Linked DNA regions of Rattus norvegicus: region 1 is linked to region 2. A link is a contact called in public Hi-C data. All regions are on one chromosome and are shown on one strand. The core of a region is the stretch at or near the end of the contact, and the rest is flanking DNA. Distances in the headings are between cores, read along the strand shown.

The links. A called contact is a pair of places that touch in the nucleus more often than the background predicts.
Region 1: a Hi-C map of kidney shows a contact between it and region 2, with 7 times the contacts expected there. The contact joins the promoter of Ccr4 here to the enhancer-like site in region 2. A contact is called at or near these places in 11 of 12 Hi-C or Micro-C datasets (the A7r5 cell line, the Rat2 cell line, Schwann cells and 7 more).

The regions. Positions count from the first base shown.
Region 1 is chr8:123,057,828-123,062,884 of GRCr8, forward strand. It overlaps Ccr4 (C-C motif chemokine receptor 4), which reads right to left and starts at 2,417. Exons shown (of 2, transcript NM_133532.3): 1 at 2,371-2,417.
Region 2 is chr8:122,976,906-122,981,757 of GRCr8, forward strand. It overlaps Glb1 (galactosidase, beta 1), which reads left to right. Exons shown (of 16, transcript NM_001108192.2): 2 at 1,729-1,898. Among named protein-coding and RNA genes, the nearest start is that of Glb1, 16 kb to the left of the region's middle. Within about 2 kb of position 1,521, at least 3 of the 93 cell types and tissues checked have an H3K27ac peak or open chromatin away from gene starts, as enhancers often do. A contact at or near this core is called in hepatocytes and kidney, where this site is marked.

The DNA of each region.
Region 1 (5,057 bases), core at 1,167-3,666, 82 kb after region 2:
ATGCACATACAATGCACACACATACACACATGCACACATGTGCACATACCTACACACATGTACACACACACACACATGCTAAATTTCCCCTTTTTTGGTTAATAAATACATAGCCAAAGGTGATGCCACAGACCCTTGATCCCAGGAGGCAAAGGCAGTCAGATCTCCGAGTTCAAGGCTAGTCTGGTCTACAGAGGGAGTTCCAGAGCAGTCAGAGATACACAGAGAAACCATGTCTCAAATAGACAGACACAGGTAGATGATCAAGTCTAGAAATGAATAAATAAATCATGGACACACATGTGAAAACTTTTTTACAGTTACTCACATACTCACCTGGGCCATGCGGCATGAGCGATTTTCTGACCCAGGGCCACCCTGCTTGCTTCCTGATGTCTGTCTCTGTGGCACCCTAGTCCCTGATAAACCCTTCTCACTTTGTTCAGTCATTTACATCTAATCTCTCCCCATATCTTCAGTTCTGCACACTGAACGTTCTACTGTTCCTGTGTGTATGTGTATGTGTTATACACATGTGCACACATCTGTGTAGATGTACATCCAGCTGTGCCTGTGTTTATGGAGACCAGAGGCGTCTTTCACTATCACTCTCTACCTTGCTTTTTGAGGCCCAGTCTCAATAGCAAACCCAGAACTCTCTGTTTTGGGTAGACAGGCTGGCCAAGGGACATACCATTTGCTCATCTCTACCGCGCAGGGCTGCACCCCGCTTTTGCTCGCCTGCTGGAGTTCTCAGGTTATATGCTTATGCTATAAATGCTTTTGCCCACTGAGTGGTCTCCCCAGTCCCTGGTATTTCTCAAAAGACATATTTGTTTTTCCTAGAAAGGTATGATGAAGACTTGTTGTATGGGAGGGTGTCCCAAGAAGCTTGTCAAAGACTACCCACTGTCTTGTGTGGCTATTATTTTACTGGTGAGATATAAAGGGGGAAAACGAAGTAAAACGGAGGAATGTAGATGAAGATGGGCTCAGAAGAACGAACACGCAAACCAAAAGGATAGCCCAGCCTACTGGCTCGTGCCGATAGCCAGCACTTGGGAGGCAGAGGCTTTAGACCAGAAGCTCAAGGCCAGCCTCAGCAACACAATGAGTCTGAGGCCTACACTGTGTCAGACTCTCAAAACCAAGAGGCCAAAAAGATGCTCGACCAATGCAGACATCTGCATCAAGCTTGAGTTTAATCCCCTGGTTTCACATGGTAAAAAAAAAAAAAAAAAACCAGACTCTTCCAAATCATCCGTTGACCACCACACAGGCACCCTTAGTATGCATGTAAACACACACACACACACACATGCACACATACACACACATATATACAAATACACGCATACACACACACATACACACACATACATACACATACATGCACAACACACATATACAAACACACATACACACACACATACATGCACACAGACACACACACACAGACACACACAGTGCACTACATAAAGAAATGTAATAAGGGGTTGGGGATTTAGCTCAGTGGTAGAGCGCTTGCCTAGGAAGCTCAAGGCCCTGGGTTCGGTCCCCAGCTCCGAAAAAAAAAAAAAAAAAAAAAAAAAAAAAAAAAAAAAAGAACCAAAAAAAAAAAGAAATGTAATAAAATACTTTTCAAAAGAAAATTAATGTATGCAAATAAGTTCGGTAGAATTCCCTAATTCCCATGCATGTGATATTTCTTGGCTTGCTGGAACAAGCGGAAAGGTTTGCAACCCCGGTCAGAGTCGAGGGTGTGAGCCGAGTCCAAGTGGTTGCCTGGTTGATGGAGCCTTAGGCTGCATGCAGACAGGTAGGAAGTGTGTGAACTCCGAGGTAGAGGCCAGTGAGCACGATTAAGGTTAAGAAGCCTGAGTGTGAGGGGTTGGGGATTTAGCTCAGTGGTAGAGCGCTTGCCTAGGAAGCGCAAGGCCCTGGGTTCAGTCCCCAGCTCTGAAAAAAAAAGAACCAAAAAAAAAAAAAAAAAAAAAAAAAAAAAAAGAAGCCTGAGTGTGCATCAGGAGAGATGGCTCAGTGGCTAAGGTTGCTCTTGGAGAGGACGTGACTTCAATTTCTAGCACCTGTGTTGGTGGCTCACAACCATCCGTAACCTCAGTTCCAGGAGATCCCAGACCCTCTTCTTACGACCTCCCCAGGCACAGACCCACACATGGGCACTTTCATATATGCCTGCAAAACATTCTTACACATGAAATAAATTTACAAGAAAAAAAAAAAAACAAAAAACAAACAAATCCCGAGTGTGGCGCTAGCCAGGCCACCTGTCCATGGTCCCTGCAGCCACACACACCTGCAGCAGCATAACCACGGATCCTGCCTGCAAATGGCCCTGTCTGCACCTACCTTGCTCTTCTGAAAGTGGTCCTGAGGACAGTCTGTGAAGAAATGCCAGGATCCTAGAAGCAGCACAGGTGCTTTGAAGGGTGACTTCCTGTGACACTGGGACATACCAATTCTTCCCTCACCCTTATGGGGCTGCTTGACAAAAGGTAGAAGAAAGGAAGAAAGAAAAAAAAAAAAAAAAACCCTGAGTGACTCATTTCCCCAAACTCAAAGCTAGGCTAGTATAATTTCTTCTGTGGTAAGAAAGAAAAAAATGGGGGCTGGGGATTTAGCTCAGTGGTAGAGCGCTTACCTAGGAAGCGCAAGGCCCTGGGTTCGGTCCCCAGCTCCGAAAAAAAGAACCAAAAAAAAAAAAAAAAAAAAAGTAAGAAAAAAATGAAAAGGGGGGGTGTGTTTGCAGTGGTGCAGACTATAATCCCAGCACTCGAGTGGTAGAGGGTAGAGGTAGGAGGATCAAGAGCCCAAGGTCATCCTTGGCTACATAGCATGTTTAAGGCTAACCTGGGCTACATGTGAGCCTGCCTCAAAGAAGAAGGGACAGGGGACTGGGGGTGGGAGGTGGGAAGAAGGTGGAGGGAAGGAGCATGTAGGGAGAATAAAAAGAAAATCCTGGGGTTGGGGATTTAGCTCAGTGGTAGAGCGCTTGCCTAGCAAGCGCAAGGCCCTGGGTTTGGTCCCCAGCTCTAAAAAAAAGAAAAAAAAAGAAAAAAAAAGCAAAGAAAAGAAAAGAAAATCCTGGGGCTGGGGATTTAGCTCAGTGGTAGAGCGCTTACCTAGGAAGCTCAAGGCCCTGGGTTCGGTCCCCAGCTCTGAAAAAAAGAACCAAAAAAAAAAAAAAAAAAAGAAAAAAAAGAAAAGAAAATCCTTAAAGCTTTTCAACTTGTAAAATGTATGTGTTGTGGGTTAGGGACAGAGCGCAGAGGCAGAGGATTTGCTTAGTATGATCAAAGTCCTCGGTTCAGTCCCCAGGATCACACAGTTGTTTTAAAAAAAAAAAAAAATGTAAGTACAAGGTCCTGGATTTGATCTTCAGCTCTGGGAGAGGACCAAAACCGAAAAGAAAAAGAAAGAAAACAAAGCAACCAACAACAAAACAAGCAAAAAGCAAACGAAAAACCAACAACATCAAACACAGGCAGAGGAGGGGAAGGTTGGTCTGTGTGCCTGGCTTAGAAGGCGACTCTGTCAGCCCCTTTGATTCAATAAGGGGATGAACAGTACCGGTAACTCCGATTCCAGAGGATCTGCTGCCCTCTCCTGGCCGTGGCGCAAAGGCGATCTGCTGCCCTCTCCTGGCCGTGGCGCAAAAGCGATACAGCAATGCGCATGGAGACAAAACCTCCATCCATGCAAACAGATAGAAAACTGGACTGACCGAGCTGCGGGGTGGACCATGAGTCGGTCTTGAGACCTAGAGCAGCTTTCAGGCTTGTGAGACGGGAGGGCTGTTACTACCCTAGCGATAACCAGCGGTCAGTCATAGTGCCAACACAATCCTGAAGAAGCACAAGATCTTCCCCCGGGAGGATTTCAAACTAAACATCAGGGCCTGGAGAGAGAGCTGTGTGGCTAAGAGAACTGACCTGCTCTCAGTTCTCTGTACCCCAGTGTCTGTAACTCCAGTTCTAGGGGGCTGGCCACTGCACACACGGTACACTTACATATGTGCAGGCCAAAGCCTCATACGAACGAGGATAAATGAACAGTCATTTTTCTGGGACACGAGGCCTGAAGTTTGAGACAAGGTCTTACTATGTAGCTTCCGCTGTCTTGAAATTTAGGTTTCTGTCTTGCCTCCGCTTCCAAAGTGCTGGGATTAAAGGTGTGCACCACGACTACACTTGACTAAAAATAAATAAATCTTAAAAAAAAAAAAGCAACAATAAACTAAAAATCAAAACCAGGATTGAGCAGGGAACGGGAAAGCATTGTGTAACACATGAAATTGACGGGTTTGGGGATTAACTCAGCGGTAGAGCGCTTGCCTAGGAAGCGCAAGGCCCTGGGTTCGGTCCCCAGCTCCGAAGGAAGAAAAAAAAAAAAGAGAGAGAAGAGGGCTGGAGAGATGGCTCAGTGGTTAAGAGCACTGACTGCTCTTCCAGAGGTCCTGAGTTCAATTCTCAGGAGCCACATGGTGGCTCACAACCCTCTGTAATGAGATCTGATGCCCTCTTCTGGTGTGTCTGAAGGCTACTGTACTTTAAATAAATAAATAAATCCTTTAAAAAAGATGGCACCATTTAAAAGAAGAAATTGACCAAGAATAAGATTTAATAATAAATACAGGGCTGGAGAGATGGCTCAGCAGTTAAGAGCCCTGACTGCTCTTCTAGAGGTCCTGAGTTCAATTCCCAGCAACCACATGGTGGCTCACAACCATCTGTAAAGAGATCTGATGCCCTCTTCTGGTGTGTCTGAAGACAGCTACAGTGTACTTATATATAATAAATGAATAAACCTAAAAAAAAAGGGGGGGGGTTGGGGATTTAGCTCAGTGGTAGAGCGCTTGCCTAGCAAGCGCAAGGCCCTGGGTTCAGTCCCCAGCTCTGAAAAAAAGAGAAAATAATAATAATAAATACATATAAAAGTAGTAAAATTTTTCACAATATCCAGATCATATATGAAGAAACAGGAAGCCAGAGGGGGAAGATTGGCAGACACAGTTGAACCTACAATCCTGCTCTTGA
Region 2 (4,852 bases), core at 271-2,770:
GGGAGCATGGCAGCAAGCAGGAGGACATGGTGCCAGGGCAGAAGCTGAGCCACAAGCACGAGGCAGAGAGAGGTAATTAGGAATGGCTCGGGCTTTAGAAACCCTTGAAGGTGGACTGGAGAGATGGCTCAGAGCACTGACTGTTCTTCCAGAGGTCCTGAGTTCAAATCCCAGCAACCACATGGTGGCTCACAACCATCTGTAATGGGATCTGATGCCCTCTTCTGGTGTGTCTGAAGAGAACGATAGTGTACTCACATACATGATGTAAATAAAAAAAAAAAAAAAACCTCGAAAGCCACCCCCCAATGACACACCTCCTCTAACAAGGCCACACCTCCCCATCCTTTCTAAAGAGTTCTACCAGCTGGGGACCAAGCATTCAAATATACGAGGGCATGGGGACCACTCTCAACCACCACACTTAGCCTTCCGTCTCTGTTCTTGGAGACAGTCAAAGTTACTCGTCACCGTAGGCCGTTCCTGGTACCACTTGTCTTAATTTCCCTCTGGAAACAGAACCTGAAACAAAGGCTTGGGGGGCAGGTGGCTTGAGAATCCAAATGATCACAGGAACGAGGGGGAGGAGGGGAGACCTGCGAATATACACCTCATTTTCTAGCCCATACTGTGGCGATCAGCCAGTCAGCTATGAGGCTGGTGGAACCTGGCCCCGCCCCCCCTTCCCTGAAAACTTCCAGGCGCACGTGCCAACTCCGGCTTCCCATAACCCTGGTTTGGAGGGTGCCTGCTTCCCCTTGCTACCTGCCTTCGTCCACCAGGGTGCAGTGTTCCACGCTGTTTAACAGCTTCTAATCCCAAACTGGGTTCCTTTCTTTGACCTTTCAGCCGGTGAAGGTGTATACCGGGCGTGTTGGAGTTTACTGTGCTGGGTGCGATTCGCTGTTGTCTGTCCCTGAGATAGGTGCTGATTTACGTCCCCCGGGGCCCCAATCAGTTCGACTCATGAACTGAGTTGTACCCTACGGCTTCAAGAATACGGTTCAAGGGGTTGGGGATTTGGCTCAGTGGTAGAGCGCCTAGCAAGAGCAAGGCCCTGGATTCAGTCCTCAGCTCCAAAGGGGGTTGGGAGGGGACAGAGATAAAATAACAGAAAGAATACCGTTTGAAAGTTCCTTTCCTCTGATTCCCCAGCGGTTACAGGTGAGAGGTGGGGACGGAGAGGACACTTGCCCAGGTCACTCTGGGACTCAGAGCAGCAGTTAGGATGGGGACCCATGGTTCTATTAATTCGTGCGTTTGAGACAGGCAATCCTGTAGCACAGGCTGGCCTCAAATTCTGAATGTAGCTAAGGATCGCCTTGGATTTCTGATCCTCTTTCCTCCACTTCTCTGACACTCCACCCCCAGCACCTGATCCTGGCTGTCTGCCCTGCTTTTTATATTCCTGGTGATCCGAACGGGGGACATTGCTGTTGAGCTGATGTGTGTGCCTCTACGCCTCACACACAGCTCAGTGGATGGAGTCCCAGCTCCTGGATGTCAGCAGGCTCCAGATTTTGGGAGCAGAGCCAAAGAGGGGGTGGCCTCCTCAGTTACTCTGTAGCCAAGTCACCTGGGCTGGGCAGAGCCGCGGCTTGTGTATCAGTTATTGTGTAACGTAGTAAGTCTGCTCGTTGTGTAACTTAAACAGAAAAGCATCTGCCCCGGGCTGCACTTCTGAAGTAAAGGTTCACATTCTCACCTGGCCCCTTCCTTGCCCTGCAGAATGTCTCCCAGAGGACATTTGAGCTGGACTACAAACGGGACCGCTTCCTCAAGGATGGGCAGCCATTCCGCTACATCTCGGGAAGCATTCACTACTTCCGGATACCCCGATTCTACTGGGAGGACCGGCTGCTAAAGATGAAGATGGCTGGGCTGGATGCAATCCAGACGTAAGGAAGGACATTTGCCTGAGGACCCCCCTCCCCCAATACCCACGCCTAACTTTATTTCTTCCATTCTAGCTATTGTGTTGCTCGGAAGTAGGAGAGAGCTCTGTGTACACCCGGTAGGGACTCATTAGGAGCCTGTCTGGCCTTCTTAAAGATAGCGAAGCACTTTTCACTTGAACTTTATCCTCAGAAACCATGAAGTTGAAATCAGCTTGAAGAGGCGAAGGTAGGAGGGCAGGGAATGGCTTAGAAGGCACAGGTGTCTGCTGCCAAGCCTGACAGGCTGATTTCGATCCTGGGAACCTACACGGTAGAAGAGAACAGAGTCCTACGGGGTGTTGTCTGATCTACATGTGTGCGTGTGCATGTCTGCCCGCAAGCACACACAATACGCTAATAAAGGTCATAGCTCATGAAACTTACATTTATGCCAAGGCCATGTCGTTGGTCCAAGGTCCAGTGAGGAGCCGAATGGGAGGAGGTATGGAGTGTGGCTGCTTTTGATGTGAGGAAGTAAGTCTTGTGCTTAGGTTTTTGGAACCCAGCTCATCTTACCGGGTTAATTTTTTGAGCCAGGATATAGGTTCACATCAACAGGCATGTTCCAGAATCCTCTGACTCTGTGAGGTGACTGTGGGAGAGTGATCACTGGATTTTGCAGAGCCAGTGTGAATTACCGATAACGTCTTAAAAGATAAAGGGTGAGAAAGCTTTAGTGGGTTTGGTAGAAATCTAGGGGATTCCCCATTTATTCTGGATCCCAGTTCACTCACAGTTGCTAACACAGAGTTCCGGTGGGCCGTGGCTCACCCTGGATGGTCCGTATGAGGAAGGATGGTGCTTGTGGGGCTCATCAACCAGGCTTTTGTGCCGAGAGTGACGGGGAATGGGCGCGTGTGTGTGTGTCTTCACCAGAGCTGGGGAAGGCGGTTCAGTTTGGCTCATTCCATTTCCTGGCCTGGTATCCCTGATGAAAGTCTTTTGTCTTCTTGTAGGTTGGAGGTTTACCTGTGGCTTTGTTTTCAGTGCTGAGAGCCAAACTCAGGCTTTCGCACATGTTGGGCAAGAACATTACCACAGGGCTATGTAGTACTCTAGACTGGGTGGGATTTTTTTTTTGTTTCTTGTTATAGATGTACATATAGACATATAATGTTATATTCATATAACATGTATGTCTATATATCATGCGCATGCAATGCCCTCAGAGTCCAGAAGAGGGAGGCATATCTCCTGGAACTGTAGTTTCAGACAGTTGTGAGTGGCCATGTGGTTAGGAACCAAACCTAAATTCTCTGAAAAAGTGTTAAGTGAGCTTAACCGCTGAGGAGCCATCACACACACACACACACACACACACACACACACACACACACTCACACTCACACAGACACACACACACACACACAGACACACACAGACACACACACACAGACACACACACACTCACACACACACAGACACACACCTCACACACACAGACACACACCTCACACACAGACACACACAGACACACACAGACACACACAGACACACACCTCACACAGACACTGACACACACAGACACACACAGCCACACACACAGACACACACCTCACACACACTCACACACACCTCACACACACAGACACACAAACAGACAGATACACACAGACACACACAGACACACACCTCACACACACAGACACTCACACACACACAGACACACACAGACACACACTCACACACACACAGACACACACAGACACACGCTGCCTCTTTTAAAGGAGATAGGATCTCTCTATTGTAGCTCAGGCTAATCTAGAACCCACAATCCTGCCTCAGCCTCCTGAATACTAAGATTATGTGACAGGTAAGCACCATGCCTGGCTTATTCTTACTTTTTAAGTGTTTGTTTTTTTGAGAGAGAGCTTCTCTTTGTCCTCTGGCTGTCCTGGAACTCTCTTTGTAGACCAGGCTTAAACTCATAGAGGCCCACCTGCCTGTGTCCCCTGGGTGCCGGGGTTAAAGGTAAATGCCGCTGTGACAGCTATTTCTTTGTTTATTTTTCAAGTAGACGCTCATGTAGCCCAGGCTACCCTCAAATTTACTGTGACCCCAGGCTAGCCACTTAACTCTTACCTTTCTGCCTGTACTTCCCAAGTGCCACTGTGTTCAGTTTAACCTTTATTTTTTTTAAATAAATATCTCATATTCCTTTAGCATGATAATTAGAGTTCGTGCACTTATTAAAGTTTTCGGTGTGCTGGGAGATTTTTTTTTTCTGTCACAGTTTTTATGGAATTGTTCTCAGAGGCCTGTTTTGGGGTTCCGAATTAGAGCGGGTACCTGGTATGCTCAAGGACGGTGTCCGATTCTCAAGGTGTCAAACCTGCTGGGTATAAAGTGAAGCCAAAGGAGAGGTGTACAGAATTGACCAGGAAGCCATCTGAAATAAATCCGCCTGGGCAGATAACGCTGGTAACTCATTCGTGTCCTCAGAGCAGTTCTGTGTGTGAGGAGCATCATCTGTAATCCTGCCAGACCACAGACAAAAATAAACAAACAAAAACCCACAGGTTGACCTCCCCCGTCCCCCACCATGCCACCAGTCAGGAAGCAAGAGAGAGTGAATGAGAGTGGCCCTGCTGGACCATCTCCAGCATGACATACAGAGGCCAGCCTCGGCCTCCTGCTCCTTGTCAAGCTCAGTGACTCCCATCCAGGTACTTGCCTGAGCTGACTGTACCATGTGTGTGTGCATGTGTGTACCATGTGTGTGTGCATGTGTGTGCATGTGTATGTGCATGTGTGTACCTTGTGTGTGCATGTGTGTGTGCATGTGTGTACCGTGTGTGTGCATGTGTGTGTGCATGTGTGTGCATGAGTGCAGCATGTGTATGGAGGACAGAAGACAACCTGTAGAAGCCAGCACTCTGCTTACACTATATGGGTTCCCAGATTGAACTCCTAGG